Regions from separate parts of the Mus musculus genome. Here all the other regions are linked to region 5. The links are chromatin contacts, called in public HiChIP or PLAC-seq and promoter capture Hi-C maps. All regions are on one chromosome and are shown on one strand. Each heading gives the region's core, a stretch centred on a gene start, on an enhancer-like site or on the middle of the called end of the contact. The rest is flanking DNA. Distances are from core to core; before and after follow the strand shown. Region 1 has its middle 87 kb from the start of 1700019J19Rik. Region 2 holds the start of 1700019J19Rik (RIKEN cDNA 1700019J19 gene). Region 3 overlaps Mtmr2 (myotubularin related protein 2). Region 4 holds the start of Med17 (mediator complex subunit 17). Region 5 holds the start of Piwil4 (piwi-like RNA-mediated gene silencing 4).

The links. Promoter capture Hi-C pulls out the DNA fragments that hold promoters and counts their contacts. HiChIP or PLAC-seq counts read pairs in DNA pulled down with a chosen protein or histone mark.
Region 1: a contact with region 5 is called in an H3K27ac HiChIP or PLAC-seq map of T-cell acute lymphoblastic leukemia, with 4 times the contacts expected there. The contact joins the enhancer-like site here to the promoter of Piwil4 in region 5. A contact is called at or near these places in 7 of 39 promoter capture datasets (the 3T3-L1 cell line, HPC-7-derived erythroid cells, embryonic stem cells and 4 more) and 1 of 115 datasets of contacts at active chromatin or transcription factors (T-cell acute lymphoblastic leukemia).
Region 2: a contact with region 5 is called in a promoter capture Hi-C map of embryonic stem cells, with 2.5 times the contacts expected there. The contact joins the promoter of 1700019J19Rik here to the promoter of Piwil4 in region 5. A contact is called at or near these places in 3 of 39 promoter capture datasets (the C10 cell line, embryonic stem cells and liver).
Region 3: a promoter capture Hi-C map of the HPC-7 cell line shows a contact between it and region 5, with 2.9 times the contacts expected there. The contact joins the enhancer-like site here to the promoter of Piwil4 in region 5. A contact is called at or near these places in 9 of 39 promoter capture datasets (the 3T3-L1 cell line, the C10 cell line, the HPC-7 cell line and 5 more).
Region 4: a contact with region 5 is called in a promoter capture Hi-C map of embryonic stem cells, with 2.5 times the contacts expected there. The contact joins the promoter of Med17 here to the promoter of Piwil4 in region 5. A contact is called at or near these places in 15 of 39 promoter capture datasets (the 3T3-L1 cell line, 3T3-L1-derived adipocytes, the C10 cell line and 9 more) and 1 of 9 other capture datasets (liver).

What each region holds. Positions count from the first base shown.
Region 1 is chr9:14,001,425-14,005,715 of GRCm38.p6, reverse strand. No RefSeq gene overlaps it. Among named protein-coding and RNA genes, the nearest start is that of 1700019J19Rik, 87 kb to the left of the region's middle. Within about 2 kb of position 2,210, at least 22 of the 459 cell types and tissues checked have an H3K27ac peak or open chromatin away from gene starts, as enhancers often do. A contact at or near this core is called in T-cell acute lymphoblastic leukemia, where this site is marked.
Region 2 is chr9:14,087,372-14,091,724 of GRCm38.p6, reverse strand. It overlaps 1700019J19Rik (RIKEN cDNA 1700019J19 gene), which reads right to left and starts at 1,648. Exons shown (of 4, transcript NR_166640.1): 1 at 1,264-1,648.
Region 3 is chr9:13,772,016-13,776,697 of GRCm38.p6, reverse strand. The region is part of intron 1 of Mtmr2 (myotubularin related protein 2); the gene reads right to left. Among named protein-coding and RNA genes, the nearest start is that of Gm39291, 25 kb to the right of the region's middle. Within about 2 kb of position 1,772, at least 8 of the 459 cell types and tissues checked have an H3K27ac peak or open chromatin away from gene starts, as enhancers often do. A contact at or near this core is called in the HPC-7 cell line, where this site is marked.
Region 4 is chr9:15,276,854-15,281,540 of GRCm38.p6, reverse strand. Med17 (mediator complex subunit 17) reads left to right here and starts at 1,635. Exons shown (of 12, transcript NM_144933.2): 1 at 1,635-1,991; 2 at 3,818-3,984. The coding sequence starts at 1,748.
Region 5 is chr9:14,738,579-14,742,690 of GRCm38.p6, reverse strand. Piwil4 (piwi-like RNA-mediated gene silencing 4) reads left to right here and starts at 2,019. Exons shown (of 20, transcript NM_001368831.1): 1 at 2,019-2,233; 2 at 3,237-3,300. The coding sequence starts at 2,147.

The DNA of each region.
Region 1 (4,291 bases), core at 961-3,460, 740 kb after region 5:
GAGAGAGCTAAGAATAGTTGGCGTTCCTCACCGCTCCATGATGCTCTCAGGCAGGCCTGGCCCACTCACTGCAGATGCTGAGAGTCAGGCAAGGCCTTCCTTCCATGGGGACCCAGTTGTTCTTCCCACTCCTCCCTTCAGGAAGCTTGTGATGTGAGACCCGCTGCTCCCCTCTGAATGCTTTTGGACAACTTTCCTCTGGGCTCTAGAATCACATTTACCACTCTAGCCCGATCTCTCTGATTATCTAGCATTTCTGCTCTCTGATTTCTGCTTGTGACTTCTTCTTCCTGGATGGTTTGGGGTTTCTCTGTCCTCTCTCCTAAGGCCTTGAAGTGAGACTTGCTGTGTCAATGTGCTTTGTCTGTGTTGGGGACTGTAGGTATGGGTTATAGTAAATACACACAAATGATTTACAGATCAATCAGATAGTTTTTCTGCCAAGTTTGGGAGAGAGAACTAAAAGGTCCATTCATACTGTGTGCCCGTGGATTCTAAGTGATTTACATACAGTTTCTCAGTTCGTACTCCCTGGAAAACTCGAGGGAAGATTATTGTGCCTGTTTCCATATGTCATGAAACTGATGTTCTGAGCCAGCTAGATGGCTCAGGGGATAAAGGAACAAGCCTCCAAGCCTGATGATCCGAGTTCCGTGTTGGATCCCACATGGCAGAAGGAAGACAATAGTGTACTTTAGTACTGTTCCTCCCTCGACTTCTTTCTCCATCCCCTCCTGTTAGGCCCTCTTGTCCCCAGTTTCACTTCTACTTCATCTCATGGGTACATCTCTGAGTTGATGTATCTATAAAGTTGAGGACCTGAAGATAAAAGTAAAACTCAGTATTGTCTTTCTGAAACTGTATCCTTTAACAGCTTTCTCTCCATCTAAAAGACAACTAAACATCTCAAGTCAACAACTCACGGAGGCCTAGTCCATCCATGCCAGCAACACCTTCTGGCAGAGTTGAGTGACCCTGAACCATCCTATCAAGTAGTTGCCCAATGAATGCATAGAGAAAGTGTGGTTTATATATACAAACGAATCTTTAAATTCAGCAGTAAAGAAGAATGGAGTCTGTCATTTGCAGGAAAGAGGGAATTATTTTATAACTGTTCTCTGTCTTTGTGAGCCAGGTCCCCAGCTGAGGGGATGACAGGAAGCCACCAACAGTCACTAAGAATCAGGGCTGAGCAGCAAGGAGAATCCATGGATGCTCATTTCTAGTCACATGATTAAAATGAAGCCAAACTCTGGCTATCTGTGGCAATACCTACATGCATGACTGTTGAGCCATGTGTAGTATTGGCTTTAGACAGTCATGTCTCCATTGTCAAGCTTTCTTCTAAAGAGCTAGATTTATATTTGTAGCTTAGTGTGCTCTCATCCTTGATCAAAGTCTTACACACGCTTTTGCAGTGGTCAGAAGTTTATGTTGAGACTAATAACTTATCGAATACTTGAGAATAGTGATCATTGTTTGCTTACTTCTAAATGAGGCATCTATATTAGTTACCCCTCAACACACACACACACACACACACACACACACACACACACACACCAACACACAGGAAGCATCACAGAAGAGAAGGTAGAAAATTTTCGTGGAAGGATGAGAAGTGCTATGAATTGCTTTCTTATGACCGTGGCACTTAGGAACTCAGAGCCTCTGCAGTTACCTGTGCCAGACCTGTGAAAGATCAAGCCAGCCAGCATTCCTACATGGATAGGAGAAGTGCTATGAGGCTCCGGCCCCGGGTAAAAAGCTATTAGTGGTTGCTGGTCTCTGGAGAGAGTCCTTTTTCTTTGGTTGGGTGGCCACTGATGTGTGGACCTGGTGGATGATTCCACATCGGTGAGCAGAAGGGAAGGTAGAGGGATGGGAGAGTGGGATAGAAATGATCAAGGTACACTGTTTACACAGATGAAACCATCAAAGAAAAAATTTTAAAACGTGGTCTTTTTTATAAAACATGCTTCTTCCACAAATGAGCGTGAACAAGAAGCTGCGCATGATGCCGTAGGGTTCCATGATGCTGTAGGATTCCATGATGCCATAGAATTCCAGGATGCAGTAGGGTTCCATGATGCCGTATGGTTCCATGATGCTGTAGGATTCCTTGAAGAGCTTCGGTTGCTTAATGTGATGGTTCTGTGTGAGTTTCCATCCTGTCTCTTGAATCTGCTTCCTGCACACTCATTCCCCTGTCATGTCGCTCTCCCTTTCACGACTACAGTTCCTGAAGCATCTGTGCTCACTGGCATCCTTTTCTCATTTCTCTTTCAGTTCCCATGTGACTTTGCTGGATCTCCCATCTCCTCTTCTTCATGGATTCCTGTTTCTCACTGCTCACTTCCTTCTCTTTCTGTCAGCCCAGGGCTGTCTCATCCACTCTTGTGGTTTTCTTTGACATATGCTTGCAGAAGGCTTCCAAGCCTGAGCCTCCTCCTCACATCTCTCTCCTAAGCCCTAGCCTGTCTTGCCCATTCTCTCCTAGACTCAGTCATTTGAGCTGTCCCTCCCACAGAACAAACTTAAGCGGTCCAAAAGATTATTAAATTTTATCCCTGTGTCTTGGCATAAGCTGTATCCTAGGTTTACAGTCTGTCCTGGTTAAAAGGCTGATAAAGCCTTTGAACTTTCCCCTGTCTTTCCTGTATATATCCTAGTGATTACCCACCATACTCCACCCTCTCCACCTTTCAGGAGTGCAAACTTCACATATCATCAGCAATGAAAACAAAATTGGAAAACTATCTTAATAAAAATATAGTTATTAATGTCAATTTAAATCTACTATTCTATGTGCTGTACCTCTTTAGGAAACTGACCACAATCTATGTACAGCCTGATAGTTTTGGCTTCCATAGAGAGAGACTGGGGGCAGAGCCATGAATATTTAATCTGTTTCCCATTGAATTATCCCCCAAAAAAGCAGAAATAGAAACTCCACCCACTCACTAGCCCTAGTTGCACAACTGAACATTCTAGAATTTTATAGTGGGGTCACAAGGGAAAACTCAAAACAAAACAAAAACAAACGAACAACAACAACAACAACAAACGGAAGCAAAGGTCTTTAATCTGTGTGTCCCTCTTCAGGGTGGGGCTTACCTTCCTGCAGCTGCCAAGCTTTGTTTAGGTGCCAAGCAAACAAGGATGCGTTCTTGGAAACTGATGCCTAGCTGGGGCATACCAAAGGGACGTGGGGGTGGTTTGTGTGGTTTGTAAGTTCTTGGGCAAAACTGCCTTCCTGCTGCTTTTTGGCAACTACAATCCACATTGGGAAAGCTGTGAACAGCAGGGCTGCCCTCACCACCTGGCTGGATTTCCACTGAGCCATGAACCAGAGGGTCCATTCTTGTAAAGAGCCTCCTTTTATTTTCTCCTGCTAACAAAGAACACATGGGCCATGGGAGGCATCAGTTCCTTTTACTCCCAATTTAGACACAAATAGAGCTAGGTGCTTCTTTTGTGAAAAGGAGTTCCCAGAGTTCCCCCAACCCACTGCTCCTTTAGTCCTGGGAGCTTTGGGATCCGTTGGTATTGTAATTAACTCCCACCCAAGGCTGACAGTACTAAAAATTTCACTAGTGGCTAGTGGTCATGAATTTAAAACATTATCAGTATGACCACCATGGTCTTCTAACAGCCTCTTCTTTCATTCTCAGCTAGCCCAGAGATGGTCCGTGTGATGTGCACATGTGTGCATGTGTATCTTCAGATATGTGTGCAGGTGCCTATCCATATGTTTGTGAAGAGATCAGCTCAGAGCTTTGGAATTTTCCAAAATTCCACTGGACCCCTCCTCTCCTGGAAAAGACAGGCCAGAGAGCACGTAGGCCAGAAGGGAGAGGCTGAGTAAGCCCCTACTACCTCATTCCCTAAAGATCAACCAGTTTAAAGGGAGCACTGTTCCACCAATCAGATTATGCCTAGTTGCTGATACTCTGTTCCACTCCAGGGAACCATATCCAAACTCACCGGAACAGGCCACTAGGGGCGCACTTCCTCTCCTTCGGGTTTGGGACTACCCCAGTCTACTGGAACAATAAATTCCTCTTGCTTTTTGCATCGATTCTAGCTCCATGTGGTTCACTAAGGATGTCCCCGGTAGGCTAAGATTCGCCAGAGTCCTACATTTGGACATGCCTAGCATCTTCTTCCTTCTCTACCTCATTCATTGAAGCAGACTCTCTCAGTGAATTCCAGAACTGGCGTATAAAGCTAGTCTCCACTGCCAGCTTGCTCCACACATCCCCTGTGCCGGCTTCCTAGGTTGGACTTA
Region 2 (4,353 bases), core at 399-2,898, 650 kb after region 5:
GTAGCATGATTTGTACAAACAATCCCCTCTGACGTGTTTGTTCTCTGGAGTCCCCTGGCCTGGTAATTCCTGAGTCAATTTCAGTTATCGCCATGGTGGCGGTTATTATGGACTCCTTAGAAATGACAAGTGTTGGATAGAACATTCTGTTTTCTCTCTAAGTAGAACATACTTCTAGAATCTCTGAATCCTCTGGAAATAGAAATGAATCATTTGTTCACACATTTACTCCACATACAAACATTCAATGGGCACATGCTCTGTATACAATCTTGTCAGTTGAAGAGAGATAGAGAGATAATAATAGCTCTTGGGACCTCAGGCTTCTCAGAGAGGCTGGCCTACGACTAGCAGAAGGTAGAATGAAAGTGTGCCTGAACTCTCTCCCTCTCCGTCTCTCCCTTTCACTTCCTCTGTCTCTCCCTCTCTTGCTCTCTTTCTCTCTGACATCAAAGCTGTGGCTTCTGACAGAATCTTTAAGAGGCCATTCAAACTGCTTCCACTGTACTCAGGGTAGATCTGTGGAGAAGTTTGCTGGGCTCTGGGACAAACTCCCCTCGACTTTCTCTGCTCAAGGAAAAACAGGAGGGCTCACAGGAGCTCACTGCCATGAAAAGCAAATGTGTTAAGAGGTTGTTGCCCTGTGGCCTCTAGGAGCCTTCCATCCCCTTTGTCCTCACTGCTTCTCCATGACTGTGCCTTGTCCATTCCTTCTGGAACACATTGTTACGTCCTCTTTTCCAATGGCAGGGGCTGTGCTGAGGTAGAGCTGGTTCCCTTCTACCTTGCTCCTTCCCCACCTGGAACTCAGCTCTCCTCTTTGTAGGGAATTTCGAGCACTGAATAGGCAGCAGCCCCCTCCATCCTCACAGAGAGCACCAACAGACCTGGGGTCTCACCATGGTCATCCAGAACCCATGTAAACCTTCATGAACCTTTTCAGCAGGGCTTCTAGACAGCTGGACTTGACCCAGGAGGGAAACAATCTCTAGGCATCTTTGGTAACAGCCATCACTTTCCACCCCCACAAATTTATTTTTAAATCACTCTGAGATATGCATGATGATAAGCAATGTGTGGGTGGAATGATTGCTGTTAGTCAGGTGCCTCTTCTTTCAGGAAGTGCTCTGTAAATATCTTGGGGCTGAAGTAGACCCTCCCGCTGCTGAGCCCCTCTCACCATCCATCCAAGAGAAGCTTTCTCCTTTAGGGTCTCTTTCTCCTGCATGTATAACCTGGAACTATGCGCCAGTGTGAGTTTACCTTCTCCATCTCTCCACTCCGGAGTAGGCGACTCCAGATAGGACTGTGGAGTCCTCCATGATGACAAGAGACCTGTCCTGGAAGACCTTCTGGGAAACCCAGCGGAAGAGCCGTGGACTTGTTTGTGGATAACTGGTTGGCTCAGAGGATTCCAAATCCCAACCATGAATTTTTCCTTCTGAACCTATCATTAGGTCTGATTTTGTGCCAAACCAGTTCTGAAGCAAGACAGTGTAAGCAAGCCTGTTCATTCACTGTTATTTTTAGGGCAGATCTGTTTCTCATTGACTGGGGCCCACTGGGCCCCTCCCTTGCTTTGTCACACTCAGGACAGTCAGCTTGGCAGCACACCAAAGACCATGCTTGCCCAGAGGTGCCCTCGCCTGCCTCTCCTGACTGGCGGGTACCGGCCTGAGCTAAAGCTGCCTTTGTTTTGTCACAGTGGGTTATTTTTTCTTGGGCTTGGATGGCTCAGCAAAAGTTATTGGACGCTCTGCAGGGTACAAGCGCCGAGCAGCACAGTTTATATTGGAACTGGTGTACACTGTTCTAGTATTCGTGGGCAGGGGGAAGGGTCACACACAAGTCAGTGCTGTCTGATTCTTAAGCTAGGAGCCCTTCCGCAGTAACAGTAGTGCTGATAGGAACAGATGAGCAGGGGGAGCAGATGAGCGGGGGAACCAATAAAGCATAGAACAGACACTTGCTTGTCTTCAGCAGTAGCCACCCTCAGGCATCATGGGGGTGGGGGACGAGAGACAACAAAAAGAAAGTGATATTTAAATCAGGTCAAACACAGCTACCACCTCTTCCTCCCCTCCCTCCTTGCTCCCCCAGCCTGGAATCCTCTGTCTGCTCTCATCTTCTGTGACATCAGCTGTCTCCTTTGCCACAGAGAGTGTGGAATTTGAGCTTTCATGCCTGGCTTAATTTGCTCAACCTAATGAGCTCTGCTTCCGCCCCCGCTGCCACCCATTCTTTTCCTGGCTGCATAGTATTCTGCTGCATGCACGGACCGTGCTTTTCCTATCTATCTATCAGGTAATGAGAACTGAAGCCGTTTCCATCTGTTCGTGGACACTGTGACCGATAACCCAGGAGCACAGGAGTTGATTTAATGTCCTTTATATGTTTGTTCATATTGATATTATGCAATGTTTATATTAATGAAAATACCACTTGATATTCCATTAATGTGTTCAATTTTATATTTTTTTTAGCTAAAGTTAGGAGGTCAATCTAATTTAAACTTAAAAAGAAATAGTAATAAGACAGGAGAGATGTCTCCATGGTCAAGAGCACTGAATACCCTTCTCAAGGACCTGGGTTTGATTCCCATCACCCAAATAGTGGCTCATAACCATCTGTGTATAACTCCAGTTCCTAAGGATCTAACACCCACCCCAAGCATCCATGGATGCACAAACATATGTACAGACAAAACACCCATTCAAATAAAATAATATTGGTATTAATGCGTGCGCGCATACACACACACACACACACACACACACACTGCTTCAGTGCTTCTGTGGGCCTGCTTTCCCCTCAGGGTCTCCTCTTTCATCTGTGTCCTACTTTAAGTGTCTGCAGAGCTGTCTACAACTCCTGACATTCCTTTCTCAGAATTCCCAGGGACTTCCCTCCAAGACTGTGTGTCTTCCTGTCCTCCATCCTCAAGGCTGCTGAATTCCTGGGAATGATCAAATACGCATGTACCAAGAACCTCACACAGACTATGAGGTCAGTGAAGTCAGAGGAGCAACTTCATCCTAGCCCAGCCTCAAGTACTTTCTGGGGTGGGAGGGGGTGGAGGCGGGGGAAGAGGGACTGTGGGGTGGAGTGGGGATGGGGGTCACTTACTATTGTTCTCATCTGGCTCTGAGTCTGTCTTCCTATGTGCCTCCATGTGAAGCCATCTTTTAACTCCCTTCTCCTCTTGACACTATATAGAAAGGGCATCCCCCAGGCTTGTCCCTGGGACCATGTGTGCAGATACTTAGGTAACACTTTACAAATTAAAAGACCCTTTTCTAACCCTCCTTCTATAGAAGCCTCTTTCCCAACAATCCCGTGAGCTCACACTGGAGTTCAGACAGTTTCTGGTAGTGCTAGGCCTTAACTCTAGCTTGTTTCACTCCACATTCAGGTCCTTCTGTCTCTCAGGGACAGCCAGAATGTTGCAGAATGAGGACCAGGAAGAAGCAGCTGGGTCTCTGAAGCCAGTGGTGTTCTGGTAAGAAGATCTGAGGGTGTGGATGGCAGGACTGGGAGCGATGCAAATCTGGCAGGAAATGTCTTGCTTCAAATCACCTACAGGTTTTCTTTCTCAGGCTCAGCATTTGCCTGCTTTCTTTCATTTTCTCCTCCACCAACGGTTGCTTCTGACCACAGCTGCTCCTCATAGGCGAGTGCTCATTTCCTCATTCTCTGCCCAGTGTTTCTCTGTGGGCAGTGGTACTTCTGGTCCCTCAGTTTCCCTGCCTGGTCCCAGCAGGCTCACCGGCCCTCCACAGCAGGCTGAGTTCCTGTGTCTCACTCTCAGCTGGCTGAGACCACATGCTTTCTGCTAATATGAATGTGACTGAGCTTGGAGTCCCCGTTCCAGAGACACCCTCAGAAGGCCTTCATCTTCCAGACGTTTCTCGAGCGGATGTTGGGTTTAGTGGTGACCCCACTAATTGTCTCCCAACTCTTTTATGTTCTTTCCACACATGGCCTCCAGAACGCTGTGGCCTCTGGTTTTCCCTCAGTCCCATTGGCTGATCCATCTCAGGCTTGGAAACATTCTCATCTTACTGGAGTACTGCAGGCCTTGCCCTTTATTTTCCTTTCTGCTTTAAGCATACCTACTGCTGTGGTGATTGTAGCCACACGGATGCTCTAAGCATCACCAGTATACCAACATTCCCCACAATAATGTCCCTACACTGCATTCAGGCTCCTTGCCCAGCGGTGTAATCAGCATTCCCACTTTGATGTTTGATGGACACATCAACCTTAACTGTGTTCTCTAGGGACTCCTAGTCCTGCTTACGGTCCTGCTGCACTCCAGTGTTCTGTACTCCAGGTTCTCCATGCCCTGGCTGG
Region 3 (4,682 bases), core at 523-3,022, 970 kb after region 5:
TGACACCTCCCAAGAATCTACTTTCTTGAACCCCTTTGAATTAGGGCGGCTTTTTCATTTTTCCACAACTAATAAATACAACCAGCATTTTTCTAGCTCAGTTCTTATGTTTCTATTGTAGTATACTTTTCTGTCTTCACATATAGAAAACTTCTGATATAAGTGGCCTTTTATACAACTGGCTATAATCCTTCCTTGTTAATTAACTAACCATACCTTTCTCAAAAAGGGCTTTTCCTGGTCACCTGGCCTATTCCTATTTCTTTCTATTCCAATAGTGCTGTCTAAAATTGTGGCAATTTTACTGTCCACCAGGATACATTCCTTATCCACATTTCTGCTTTATCAACATGAACATTATCAGTTCTGGAGCAACACTGCTTCTGTAAGCTTTAACCTGAAGGATTCAATTTCTCAGCACAGATGTTCTTCATTCCAATAACCTTGCTTTCTTACTTGCCTTTTGGCTAGTCTTCAGCCTAATACACCAGTCCTCCAACGTGTCCATTCCCCCTTATCCACTGCTCTTCTCTTCCTGCTCACTTCCCCTTTCCTATCCAACTTGTCCCTAAAATCTCACATGCAGCTGGCATAGATAAGATACTTGCAAAATCCTTGTTGGATAAATCCATAAGTGAAAGAATAAGGATCAAAGAACTGGAAGACTGAAATCAACCCCCTTAGAGGCTGTTGGAAAACCTCACCCCCAAGCCCACCTTCAGTAACCTAGCAACAGCAGGCCACATCATCATCAGCTGCCAAGATACAACACAATTCCACTGCTGTCATTAGGTGCATATTATCCCTATGCGCATGTGCTATACCCCTTATTAAAAGCCAGTACCTTCTCCTCCTGCTCTCTCTCCCCTTCCACCCTGGCTCAGAGGCAGTCTCTGCATTTTGCCCCACTCCCCCAATAAATCTCTTGCATGTGATCTGTTGTATGGTGTGATATTTGCAGCATGCCTTAGCCTATACCCAAATTACTTGGCCACTAAATCGTAACACTGGTGTCATGACTCGGTAGGATATCCTGGTGTCTGTACACTTCCCAATCATGGAGTCACACCAGGACCCTATCCCTTGTCCCCAATCCTCCTCCAAGAGACTCCATTTCTGTTTCACCTAATGCTAGGCACCCAATCCAACACTGGCAAATAGCAAGTTTTCCCTCCAATCCGTGTGAGCGCTTCTCTGGATCCGAGGGAGTAACTGCTGAGTTTCTGGCACCTCCCTGGTATTCTTGGAGGCAGAGGTACCCCCAGCCATGGTCTTTAAGAATACTATTGAAGCTCTTCACAGATACTCACCTCTGACCATTTCACGCTTGAGCAAGCTAGCTAGTAGCTAGTTTGCCTCTCTCTCTCTCTTTCTTTCTTCCTTCCTTCCTCCCTTTCTTTCTGGCTTCATTTGAAAGTCCTGGTACCTGCTACTTGTGTCTTCCAGCTTTTAGCCCTGGCCCTTGAACTGTGAGGTGACAATCGCATGCCTTCTGGAGAACTACTGACTGCTTCACCTAGCACCCAACTTAAAGGCCTCTAAACTTACTGCCTTTGCAGTGGAATATATCTCAATACCCCTTAGATAAACAATCAAAATGGCTGCCCAACAGCAACCTAGGTCCGGACATTAATAGGAACCTCTATAGATACTTCCAGCAACCTGGGAAATAGAGGGAGAGTCTATGTCTAAGCTTTCTCTTATCTCTGCTCCAAGCCCTCCCTCTGTTATTCCTGTTCCTGTTTCCCTACTCAGCTTCTTCTAGCTAAGAAGTCTGAATAAGAGGAACTTCCATTATTCTTGACTCTGCTAAGAGCCCCCTGACTCCCTGCTAGTCTCAACCCACAACTGCTTCTTTTCTGGCTCTCTCAGCAACAGACTACTCCAAGCACCCACTCTGATGCCCACTTTTACCCCACCATCTGCTATACCCCCAGCCCCACTACTCACTCCTGCTCTTCAATGGGACACCTTCTGTCCCTTCCGATCCCCTTAACTCCACCTCAATTCTCACTTTGCAAGAGGTTGCAAGAGGATGGTCTGGTCAAGGTACATGTCTACTGTTCATTAAGTGAACTCTCTTAAATAGAAAAAAAATAAAATAAAAACAACAAAAACAAAAAGTAAAAACTAAAACAAACAAAAACAAAACAAAACCTGGGTTTTATACCTCTAACTCATCTACTTTCATTAAAGAATTCCAATTTATCACCAAACCCTACAGTCTCACTTTCTATGACTAACAATCAACTTCTCAATGAGGCAGTCTGTCAGGGACCCCCAGTGGGACTGCAATACCCCAGTGGGGGCATTCTAGCTAGAGATCAGCTTACAACTTGCCTCCTGGCCAGTCTCCAATAGATCATCTAGAACAAACATCAATCCATCTCAATTTCTAGAATGCCTCACAAAGGCCTGCTTACATTACAGTACACCAATCTAGATCCTGAAAACCCAGAGGACAAACAACTCCTCATGACCTATTTCTGTTCTCAGAGTTGCCCCAATATTAGGGCCAAGCTTAAGTGCTTAGAGACAGGACCCATAAGGGCCATAAACAAAATTAACAAATGCTGACCAAGGCCATTCAACCAGCTTCAGCTACTTCTCAGGCTCCCTTGCCTCCTAAGACCACCAGGTCTCCGTTTCAAATGTATTCAGGAGGGTCACAGGGCCTGGGCCTGCCCTAACCTCTGCAGACTACCCTGGCCATGTCCAAGTGCCTTCAAGAGTCAACAATGGGCTGTTGACTTGCCCCCCGAGTCCCTCATAGAACAGGGACATCAGACTCATATCACCTTCCAACCCACCTTTTAGACCTAATCATGGACAACTGAAGGGGTCTGGGCTCACATGGCCTGACTACTGTCATCTCTAACAGGGAGCTCTGTGTAGGCATTATGGTAAGCCATCTCCTTCCTCCAGAACACCACTTACTCTGCCTGACAGGAGTTTTGGGGACCCACCTCTTCTCCTCATTTCCCTATTGTCAGGGCAGGGGAGCAACCTTTCCAACCTCACTAGACCCTACCTCTCAACTGCATTTTCAGAGGTGTTCCTCTCACCCCATTCTTTACTGGTGGTGCCAACCTGTTCCATTCCCTTATTGGGAAGGGATCTTCTAGCCAAAGTGGGAGCCTCTATTTCCTTTGAATCCTCCCACCCCTTGCCTGACCCCAAGCCAGACAGAAGCCCTTTTCCTCCTAGCCACCCAACCTACTGGTTCCAACACATTTCCTTGGGAAGAGGAGGGGAGGGAGAGGGAGAGAAAGCAGAGGAGGAGAAGACAATGAGAACAGGAGGCCTCCACTAGAAGTGATGGAACAGTAGCACATGGCTGAGTAAAACGCATCCCTAGGGCATCAGACGGCTGGAGCAGAAATAACCCAGAAAGATTCACATAGCAAGTATTTAGGGTCCATAGCCAGTCCAGCCACTAGAAAAGCTTACTAGGGGCTATCCCCCAGTATTTGCCAAAACCAAATAAGCATCAATCAATTAATTTGCAATTAATTGATTAATTTAATTACAATTAATTTTATATTACAATTTAATACAATTAATTAATTTAAATTAATCAATTAATTTACAAACTCACCCCTTTAGCACCTCCATACTTGCAGCTAAAAATCCCAATGGGGCCTACAGCCTGATTCAAGATATCCAGTTCATCCATTCTGCAGTGGCTCACTCTGCCCTGTCATAGCTAACCCTTACACAACACACTCCTGTCCACTATCCCCTCAGGAACCTCCCATTTCTCAGTCCTGAACCTCAAGAGTGCTTTCTTTTTTTTCTTTTTATTCCCTTTGACACTCAGTCACAATACATCCTTGTTGTCACCTGGACTCACCTTAACACTCCCCTCTCTACTTAAGGCACCTGGACTGCCCTACTCCAGGGGTTCCAGGATAGCCCACACCCATTTGACCAGGCTATGGCCGGGGATCTCCTTTCTCCTTCCTCTCTCTCTCTCTAAATCTAAATCTAAAATTATATAGTATGTAAATGACCTTCTCCTCTGCAATCTCTCCCTACAAATTAGCTAAACTGACACCTCTGCTCTTCTAAAAGACTTCTTGTCCAGTTGGGGCTAATGGAGTCTCTCTAAGGTTCAACTGTCCACTCTTCAGGTCACCTACTTGGGACTAACCATTATCTTGGATAGAAGACACCTAAAGCAGCTCCATGCAGTCCCCTCTACCAAAAAGGGGATGTTATCATTCCTAGGAACCCCCAGCTTCCTATACTCCTGAACACCCTCCCTCCCTCCCCCTCAGCCCCCTCACATGAATCCCTCACATGAACCCTTTCTCACCCATTACCAAGCCCATCAGAAGCTCCACAGGCCTTCATCTAGGTCCCAGCTCTATAACTCTCGGACCTAACCCATCCCTTCTCCCTCTATGTAACAAAAACATGAGGGATATGCACCTGGGATCCTAGGCCACCAACTGAGACCTTCCTTGGCACCCATGGTATATCTGTCAAAAAAAAATTAGACCTTATCACTCAGAGATGGGCAGCCTTCATAGTTGCTTTAGAAGCTGCTGAGCTCCACATTCATTAATCAAAGAAAGTAACTTTTAGTCACTTCACTATCATTTCCTCTCACAACCTGTCCCACCTCTTGACATACAAAACTTACAAACTCTACCTCCTATCTGGATTCTTTCTCTCCA
Region 4 (4,687 bases), core at 386-2,885, 540 kb before region 5:
AAGCTTGTTCTCCTCCGTGTCAGACAGCAATGAGTGGTGACAGTGTTGGGGGGCAGGGTGAGAGGTGCACTGTAGAGAAGTGTTTGAGAGCCAGGGCACCTGGTGGGCTGTTCCGACTCTAAACACTGGGCCCAACTAGGGTCACCCAGGAAGCATCTCCTCCAGGAGATGGAATCTCCAAAGCTTTAGTGGCTGCACCAGCACTACCAGCGGGATACAGGCCTGTGGACATTGTCAATAGTAAGTCAGAGGCTTCTGCAGGCTATAGATTCTTCAGCTGTCAGACAGCTATGCTAACGCCTCCATCTACACTTCATTGTGGGAAGCCAGGGCCCAAGGACTTGACAAATGATTTCTAGACAAGGCAAGGTTGTTCAGGAGCCCAAGATTAGACTCAAAGTGGTATCAAAGGCCAGCCTAGTCTACAGAGTGAGTTCCAAGACAGCCAGGGCTACACAGAGAAACTCTTAAAACAAACAAACAGAAAACGAAATGGCTGGACAGAAGTATAGGGGTTAGTACCTATCAAGCTGTGGGGCACTGTTGCCAACCAGCTAATGTTCCTTGCTTTTTCTGGTGCAGCCTGCAGGCTGAAAGTAAGAAAGGCCACTCAGTGAAAGACATTGCTGGACATGACATCCTAACACCATGAGGAAAGGAGAGTGCCTCTTGGTGGACCACCTGAGGAGTAGCCTGCTCATACAACCCAAGACGGGGTATTTGGGCCAATCACAGCCATTTGTTTGGCTAAACACCGGTGTCTTTTGTTTATATGTGTACATGTCTGTGAATGTGTGAGTGTATGCGTGTAAGGGTGGCTGCATGTCTGGAGAGATAGCATAGTCCTCCATTTATCATTAAGCCACCAGTCACAGGTCTGCACAAAGCCCTGGCCCAAGCTGTGCTTACTGGGCCAGGACAATCAGTTGCAATCTTTCGTGTAGGCATATCTGAGTGTTCTTGGAGTGTTTAAGACAGCTGGTGCAGTTTGGATGGTAGTCCTGCTAGCTGTTTGACTCGGTCTTCTTTGCTGGAGGCAGCTCCATCAACAGAGAGACTCAAACAGCTGCGAATTATAGTTAACTACCGTCGACAGTCTTTGTGAGTGCTTACATAAATGTAAAGCCCTTACGTACGTCTTCATCGTTAACTTCACGAATGTAAAGTCACCTAGGGGAAACACCTCTGGGAGTATGTTCCCAGAGAGGTTTAACTAGGAAGTGAAAACCTACCCGGAAAGTGAGTGGACTCATCCCACGGACGGGCTCCCAGACCGAATCAGCGGGAGTGCTGGTGTGTGTGCTGCGTGTCTCAAAAATCAAATAACTAACCAACTAACAAAAAAGCTGCGTGTCTCAATAACTAATCAACAAATTAATCAGGCCAGCAAGAAAGCTATTTCAAAAACCAAGCAACCAATTAAACAAACAAACAAACAAACAAACAAACTACAACGCCCAGCGTATCTACATAAACCCAGCCCACTCCACTTGCACTGCAGCGGCTGAGCCCGGTCAGCCGGAAGTTCCTGGCTCTCACGTGCAACCTACAGGAAATGTCCGGGCAGCTGGCCCTTCGCGCATGCTCATAGTGTTCCGCGAGACGCTGCGCGGAGGATTGTGGGGCAGCAGTGGGTAGTTTGCTTCCTCCCGGCCGCCGCGTCGGGCTTGCGGGAAGCTTGTTCCAGCCTTCCGTGTCGGTGCTGTACTCTGAGTCTCCGGCGAGTCGCCCTCAGGCCGCCGCCAGCATGTCGGGCGTGCGAGCCGTGCGCATCAGCATCGAGTCGGCCTGCGAGAAGCAGGTGCAGGAGGTGGGCCTTGATGGCACCGAGACGTACCTGCAGCCGCTGTCCATGTCGCAGAACCTGGCGCGCCTGGCACAGCGCATCGACTTCAGCCAGGGCTCTGGCTCTGAGGAGGAGGAGGCGGCAGGGCCTGACGGCGATGCGCCGGACTGGGGGGGCGCGGGAGCCGACCAGGACGACGAGGAGGGTGAGGCTTCGCCCTCGTTGCTGGTTCTATCCCAGGGTCTCCCCTAGGGTAAACTGTGTTTTGTGGTGGGTGGCCTTGAGAAGTATTGACAGCAGTGGGAAGGCCGACCCGGTCGGGACTCGGGGTCCTGTTCAGGCCAGGAGAAGAGGCATTCGCTTTTTTTTTTTTTTTTTTTTTTTTTTTTAATAAAGAACAGCTGAAAGCTTTTGGGGGTGATTTTAGGTGGAAACAGGTGATACTTAAAATGACCACTGAAACTTTGAGGTGAATGAATTACAAGAAAACAAAACTGAAGAGGGGGAGTTTGGAGAAGCAACCAGACTAGACTTTGGATTCTCCTTATTATCAAAAAAAACCAAAATTTGAAACCACAGTTTTCGATTTAGTGATGTGACAGAATCGGTTTAAGTGAGGATGTTCGTGTTTAGTGTGGTAATTCGCCAGGCAGAGGCAGTCAGATTAATGAAAAACATGAGCAAATAGACACCATCTCAATAAATAAAGAAAAATTTAAATGTAGTTTTCATAAATTTGACAGAAAGTTAAAACACCTGGGACTGAAGAGATGGCCCAGCAGTTAAGAGTACTGATTGCTCTTCCAGAGGTCCTGAGTTGAATTTCCAGCAACCACATGGTGGTTCACAACCATCTGTAATGGAATCCGATGCCCCCTTCTTTCTGGTGTGTCTGAAGACAGCGTCATTGTACTTACATCCATTAAATAAATAAATAAATCTTTTTTTTTTTTTTTTTTTTTAAATCTTAAACAAGCCCAACATTGTCATTATCCAGTGTTGGAAAGGCATGCCAGCTCAGTAGTTTTAAATGCAAAATTCTAAATGTGTATCACATTTGATCCATGAAATCCCCCACCCACAGAAAGAACTATAGAGCACAGGTATGTATTAAGATCCAGTACTGATGTCATTAGGAACATTTGACCTGTCTATTAAGGGACAGGCTTAAATGGCATGCCTCCTGGCTTCCAAATATCTTGTGGTGTGTGAAAGAGTGACTAGTTCCTGTATGCTGGGTTGAGATATGTCTCAGGAGGGAGGAGAGTTAGGCCTAAGATTAAAAGAAAACTTTTGACTTTCACTCCCTGATCCTTTATCATGAACTCCTTAGAGTGAGCATTTATTAAAAATTGATTAAAAGAAGCCGGGCACTCGGGAGGCAGAGAGACAGGCCGATTTCTGAGGTCAAGGCCAGCCTGGTCTACAAAGTGAGTTCCGGGACAGCCAGGGCTACACAGAGAAACAAAAACAAAAACGAAACAAAAAAATTGGTTAAAAGAAAGGTATAGCTGAGCAGTGTTGGCTCATGCCTTTAATCCCAAAACCCTGTCTCAGGGGTGGGGGGGTGGGGTGGGGGGAAGGTCTATTCGTGCAGCCAATGGTAATGCTGGTGTTGTAGGCCATTTGGGGCTTTGCCTGTTGTTTTATAGTTCAGGAATGTTGGAAGTTCAAGTTCTAAATGTTGGAAGGAAACAGGTTATTTTAAAGGCTTTTGTGGGGATGGGGGATATAGTTTAGTGCTTATCTGGGATGAATGAAGCCCTAGGTTTAGAAAGATTCGAGTGCCTACTTGAGATATGATGACAGCTTTGGCCTGTGGAAATTAGACTGGCATTTGTTTTGCCATAAGAGGAGTCTTAAGTGTTAACAGTTGAAGAAAGCGTATGAGAAGGAAGTAAAGGAGAGGTGGTTTGGAGGAGAGCTCATTTCTCCTTTTCACGCTTTTAAACCTCTAAAAGAGCCACCTTCTGTTCTGTAGTCAGTGTAACCAGTACACATGTGTTTCTGCTTTTCTTTTCTGTTTTTCAGGGTTGGTAAAATTCCAACCTTCTTTGTGGCCTTGGGACTCTGTGAGGAACAATTTGCGAAGTGCCCTTACAGAGATGTGTGTTCTCTATGATGTCCTCAGTATTGTCAGGGACAAAAAGTTCATGACTCTGGACCCCGTCTCTCAGGATGCTCTTCCTCCCAAACAGGTACATGTGCCTTTTAACTGAACATCTTTTCTTTAAGTCCCAGGACCAGTATTTGGTTGTATGCATCTTGTTCCCTTTTACTTTGTTGAAAAATTAAATCCACAAGCTAGAGCAATGGCCCAGTGATTAAGAACACATTGTTGTTGCAGATGACGATTCGTAGTACCCACATCAGGCATCTTAAACATGCCTGTAAGTCCAGCTCTAGGAGATCTGACACCCCTCTGACCCCTTCATATGCTCATACACACATGTACACATAATAAAGTATCATTAGTGTTAGGAAAGAGCACTTCACAGATGAGGATTATCTTTGAATCAGGCTCCTTATGTAGATACAGAATGAGTGTGGCTTCTCTGCATCCAGGTACTACCCAGGCCTGACCAGTTCATACCTCAGCTAGTCGGTGAGGTCAGGCGAGGTGGTGCCAATTCAGAGTAATGTGGTTGGGGCCTTTTGTGAGACTTAACTTGTGCAAAACCTTTTGCTTTGTTTTTGAAAACACTCTACTGTTAGAAAATTTGCACTTGTTAAGACGTGTCATTTGGGAGTATAGCTACTCAATAAAACACAAAACTGGTGGCTGTACACACAGTCTGCATCACTTCTCAGCAGTTTCCCTCAGTGAGTGTAGTTAATGCAGTGCTGCGCTGACACCAGTCACAGTGAGGTACCTACTTGGTCTTAGGTCAGTGCTAAGCT
Region 5 (4,112 bases), core at 770-3,269:
GGTTACTTACAGAAATATGGGTGAGGGGTTACTTACAGGAGTGGAAGTGACTCAAAAACATCTGCATTACCAACGCCCACTGCAGCATGGGTGGGCTTGCTGATGGGGTCTTTGATGAAGCTGAGCACAATGCACAGCTTGAGGCAGCTCAACAATTCCAGACCTTCAGTTGATCTGTGCCTCTTCCAGGCTGCTTGACTAGTCTCTTTCTTCCAGATGACTCAGCCAGTCTGAGCCCTTCTACGGAGCTCATCTCTGAGCGTGTCTCAGCTCTCCTTTAGAGCTTCTATGTGGTTGAGAATGGAGAGGTCTAGTGCATCTGTCAGTTTTAGGGACTTGGTGAATCTTTTGAGTTGTATTTCCTCAACCTAAGAGTTTGCCTGCTGGATGGAACATGTCCCTCCCCTGGTGCTTTGTACCCTTTCTGCTACCCTGTGTTAGTTAGCCAAAAGCTGTTGACTGGGAATTTGGAGCATCCCTCCAGAAATACAAGGCTTCATCTCATAGAAAACTGCTCCAGAGTGACCAGCTCCTCTAGGAAGGTCACAGCAGACCTCTTGACATAGTACCCACAGGCCTCTGGTACAATACTAACTTTACTGACAGACAAGCATGTGGTGACTTGTCCGTATTGACACAAGTGCTTTGTCTCCAGTAAAGTCACCCTCGAAGTTCTCCCTCATCCCTCTGGCTATGCCTCTCTTAAGAGTTTACAAGACTGTATATCCGTTGCCTGAGTTACAAATAAACACCATGTTTGATTTAAATCTAGCTATTTAAGCACTTTTAAAAAGAAACCCAGAAGCACATTTTCCTGCACAAACCAGTACAAAGTTAAACTGTATTTCTTATATATTTGATTTGAGATTTTTTTTTAAACTTTGCAAACCACATCTAGGAGATGTGGCACTTGTGCATTTTATGTGTGGTGTTAGTTTCTCTTGATTCTGTTGGTTAAGAGGGCAGAAAAGATATCTGGTATTCTTGGTCACTTGGTTACCCTAAATATATGATTGCCAGTGGCTCAGATGACAAGTGACAAGACAGAATTCTTCAACACATTATTAAGTTCCTTATACCTAAGGCAAAATCTTGAATACATTATTGAATTCTAATTTCCTAATGGCTAACAGATTGACAGCTGCACATTTGGCATGCTTTGGGGTTGGTTTTTTTTTTTTAATTTTATTTTTCATTGCAGATTTATTTGGCAATGTACAGTACATTTTGTAAACTTGCATCAAGTTTATGAATAAAGAACCATTTAAAACTAAAATAAAAAAAATAAATATTTTTATATGTGGGTCTGTGTGTGCACCGGGAGCACACAGGAGTCAAGGATGCTAGAAGAAGGTGCCAGGTCCTCTGAAGCTGGAGTTCCACACAGTTGTGGGTCACTTCGTGGGTGCTAGGAGGCAAACCCTGGTCCTCTGAAAGAACAAGAATATACTAACCATTAAACCCTCTCCAGCCCCAATCTAATTTCTTTAAGATTTATTCGAATTGTTACATCCATTTTGGGTCATTCCAAACGTTTGTGTAATGGCCTGTCTACTAACCTCCCCCCCTCCCCCCGTTTCACCTCACCCCTTCTCAGGATACACCCTAACAAGACTCAGAGAAGCACACCTTATGACCGTCCCACAAGCTTCCCTCACACTTCCAGAGTGGTGTGTGATGCCATTCTATATACATTTATGATTGGGTAATTTCTAAAAACCAGGAGCAGAGAGATACATCCTCAAATGATAAAGACTGTATGCTGGGTATTTATAGCAAATGAGGGACACAGAGGAAGGCAAAAAAAAAGGTATAGGGGAGAGCGAGACAGAAAGAATAAAAAAGAAAAAGAAAGACATAGACAGAGAGGGGGGCAGGGGAGGAGGGAGGGACGAAGAGAAGGAGAGAGATTCATGCAATGCTAATAGGTGCCCACCCCCGCCTTGCCGCGCCCATCATGCGCCTGCGCATTCTGGGGGTCCACCGGGCCCTGCCCACCCACGCTCGGGTTGCTGTTTGTAGTAACTATCTTGGGAAGCTTGAATACTCCCAAACTCCGAGTCACAGCCACACCGTCTCTTTTGCCAAAGAGAAAACACTCCTGTTGAGGCTCACCAGCCCTGGAAAGCCGCTGGCACCCAGGAACATGAGTGGACGGGCCCGTGTGAGAGCGCGAGGCATCACCACTGGCCACAGTGCTAGGGAAGTGGGGCGGTCCTCAAGAGACCTCATGGTGAGTACTTCTGTCTATCCTTCCTTTGGCTATCCTGGGCAGTGTTTTCTTCTACATGCCTGTCTAACTCCTTTGAGGCTTTCCCACCTTTTTCTTTCAAGTAGATACCATGGAAGTGCAAAAGGCACTCTGGCTAGGAGGTGCATAGCTGCCTTCTATTTTCTTAGCTTTAATTCAGTCGCTGTAAATTGTGTGTGAAAGAATGAGAAAAACAAAGAATAAGCAAAAGACAGACCAACAGACTAAATAAAGCCTGAAGTATCTTCACTTGCCTTGGTGTGATACACTTGGTTCTGGTAAATGGTACTAGAAATCGTCTCAAATTCTGATGTGGAAAGATTCACCTGCTGTTGGTTCAGCAAATACTTGGAGTGTGGCTGTTCGCTGGGTGGTCAGACAGAAACAATACTGAATAAGAACGACACATCTACTGTTTGGAGAACCTTTTAGACTCAGGCCACACAGGTTTGTGATCATTTTGTCATTGTTATCATTTAGTAGAGTTCTCTTGACTTTGCTCTTTTTTTTTTTTTTTTTTTTTTTTTTTTTAAACAGACCAAGATACAATAATTTCTTGGACAAAGAAGTTTCTGCAGAGACAGTGTCAGTCTCTGTCCTTCCCTGTGTTGAGAGCTGGCTTTGGTTCAGTTCATCCCCAGGGGTCATCCCTGTGCTGAGGGATCACCCCACTTCCATAGCTCACTCACACTTCTGGGGCCTAACGCTGTTGTTATCTGGGTAGCTATCTGGGGCTGTTGTCTGTTATCAGATGGTAGCATGACTCAGCTAAATGCACTTGGCAAGGAGAGCACTCCAGCTTCCCCTTGGCCTTCTGTGGAGAATGGCCACCTCCCTCTTGCCCCTCAAGGGCATCTACCTCTAGTGTTTTCTGCTCCTGGATCATGGTAATCTACAGTATGAGACATGATACTGTTCTTGTCTTTTGATAATGTCATGGGTTGTGATTCGTTTAAGTCTGAGCAAACTTCCTACCTCTTTGTAGGTTACATCTGCCAGTCCTGGGGACAGCGAGGCCGGAGGTGGGACAAGTGTCATTTCACAGCCATGTAAGTATCTCTGGATCTGCCTCCCTGACCTCCTTCAGCCTGAGTGGAGTAAGAGGACTCACCAAGCCCGAGACACCAGACCGCACCGCCTGCTCTGCAACGGTTCCCTGAGGGATCCTCCTCAGAAGTTCACTGTGGCTTCGCTGGCGTCCTGGTGTTCCTCAGGACACCGGGATTCAGATGGGGAAGCCATCTTCTGATTCCTTCTGCTCAGCGAATCATTTTGAAACCCCACCAACCTGGAGACAGAGTGTTCCGAGCCCAGCTAAGCTCATACTGTGTTCTTGAAAATGACCTTGAACTTCGGACTCTCCTCTTCCCTCCCCAGCCCTTCAGTTCTGGCTGCAGGTGCACCAGACCCATTTTATATGGTTCTGGGGATTGGATTCAGGGTCTCGTGCTTGCTAAATAAGCACTTTGCTAACTGAGGTACATTCCCAGCCTTTGAAGAACACATTCCAAAAATACAGAGCAGTGACATCAAAGTGCCCATTTTCCAGGATGGGAGAAACCAGCGACACACAACTGTGATCCTTCCATCAGTCCTCCTTGCAAAGCCTGGTTCAGTTCCAGGGGTCTTGTCCACTCCGGGCCACACAGCCTAAGTTGCCTTGCCAGGTGTATTGGGTTCTGCCTGGGCTGCCGTGAGGAAGTACCATAGACTGAGGGGCTTCAATAAGAGACATTTGTTTGCCCCTGATTCTAGAGGGTTGAAACGAATCTGAGAACATAGTGCATTTCATATCCCTGGGTGAAAGCTGTTTACCACGTCCTGTATTGTGAACATGCAGGGAAGTTATTGATTTCTGGTC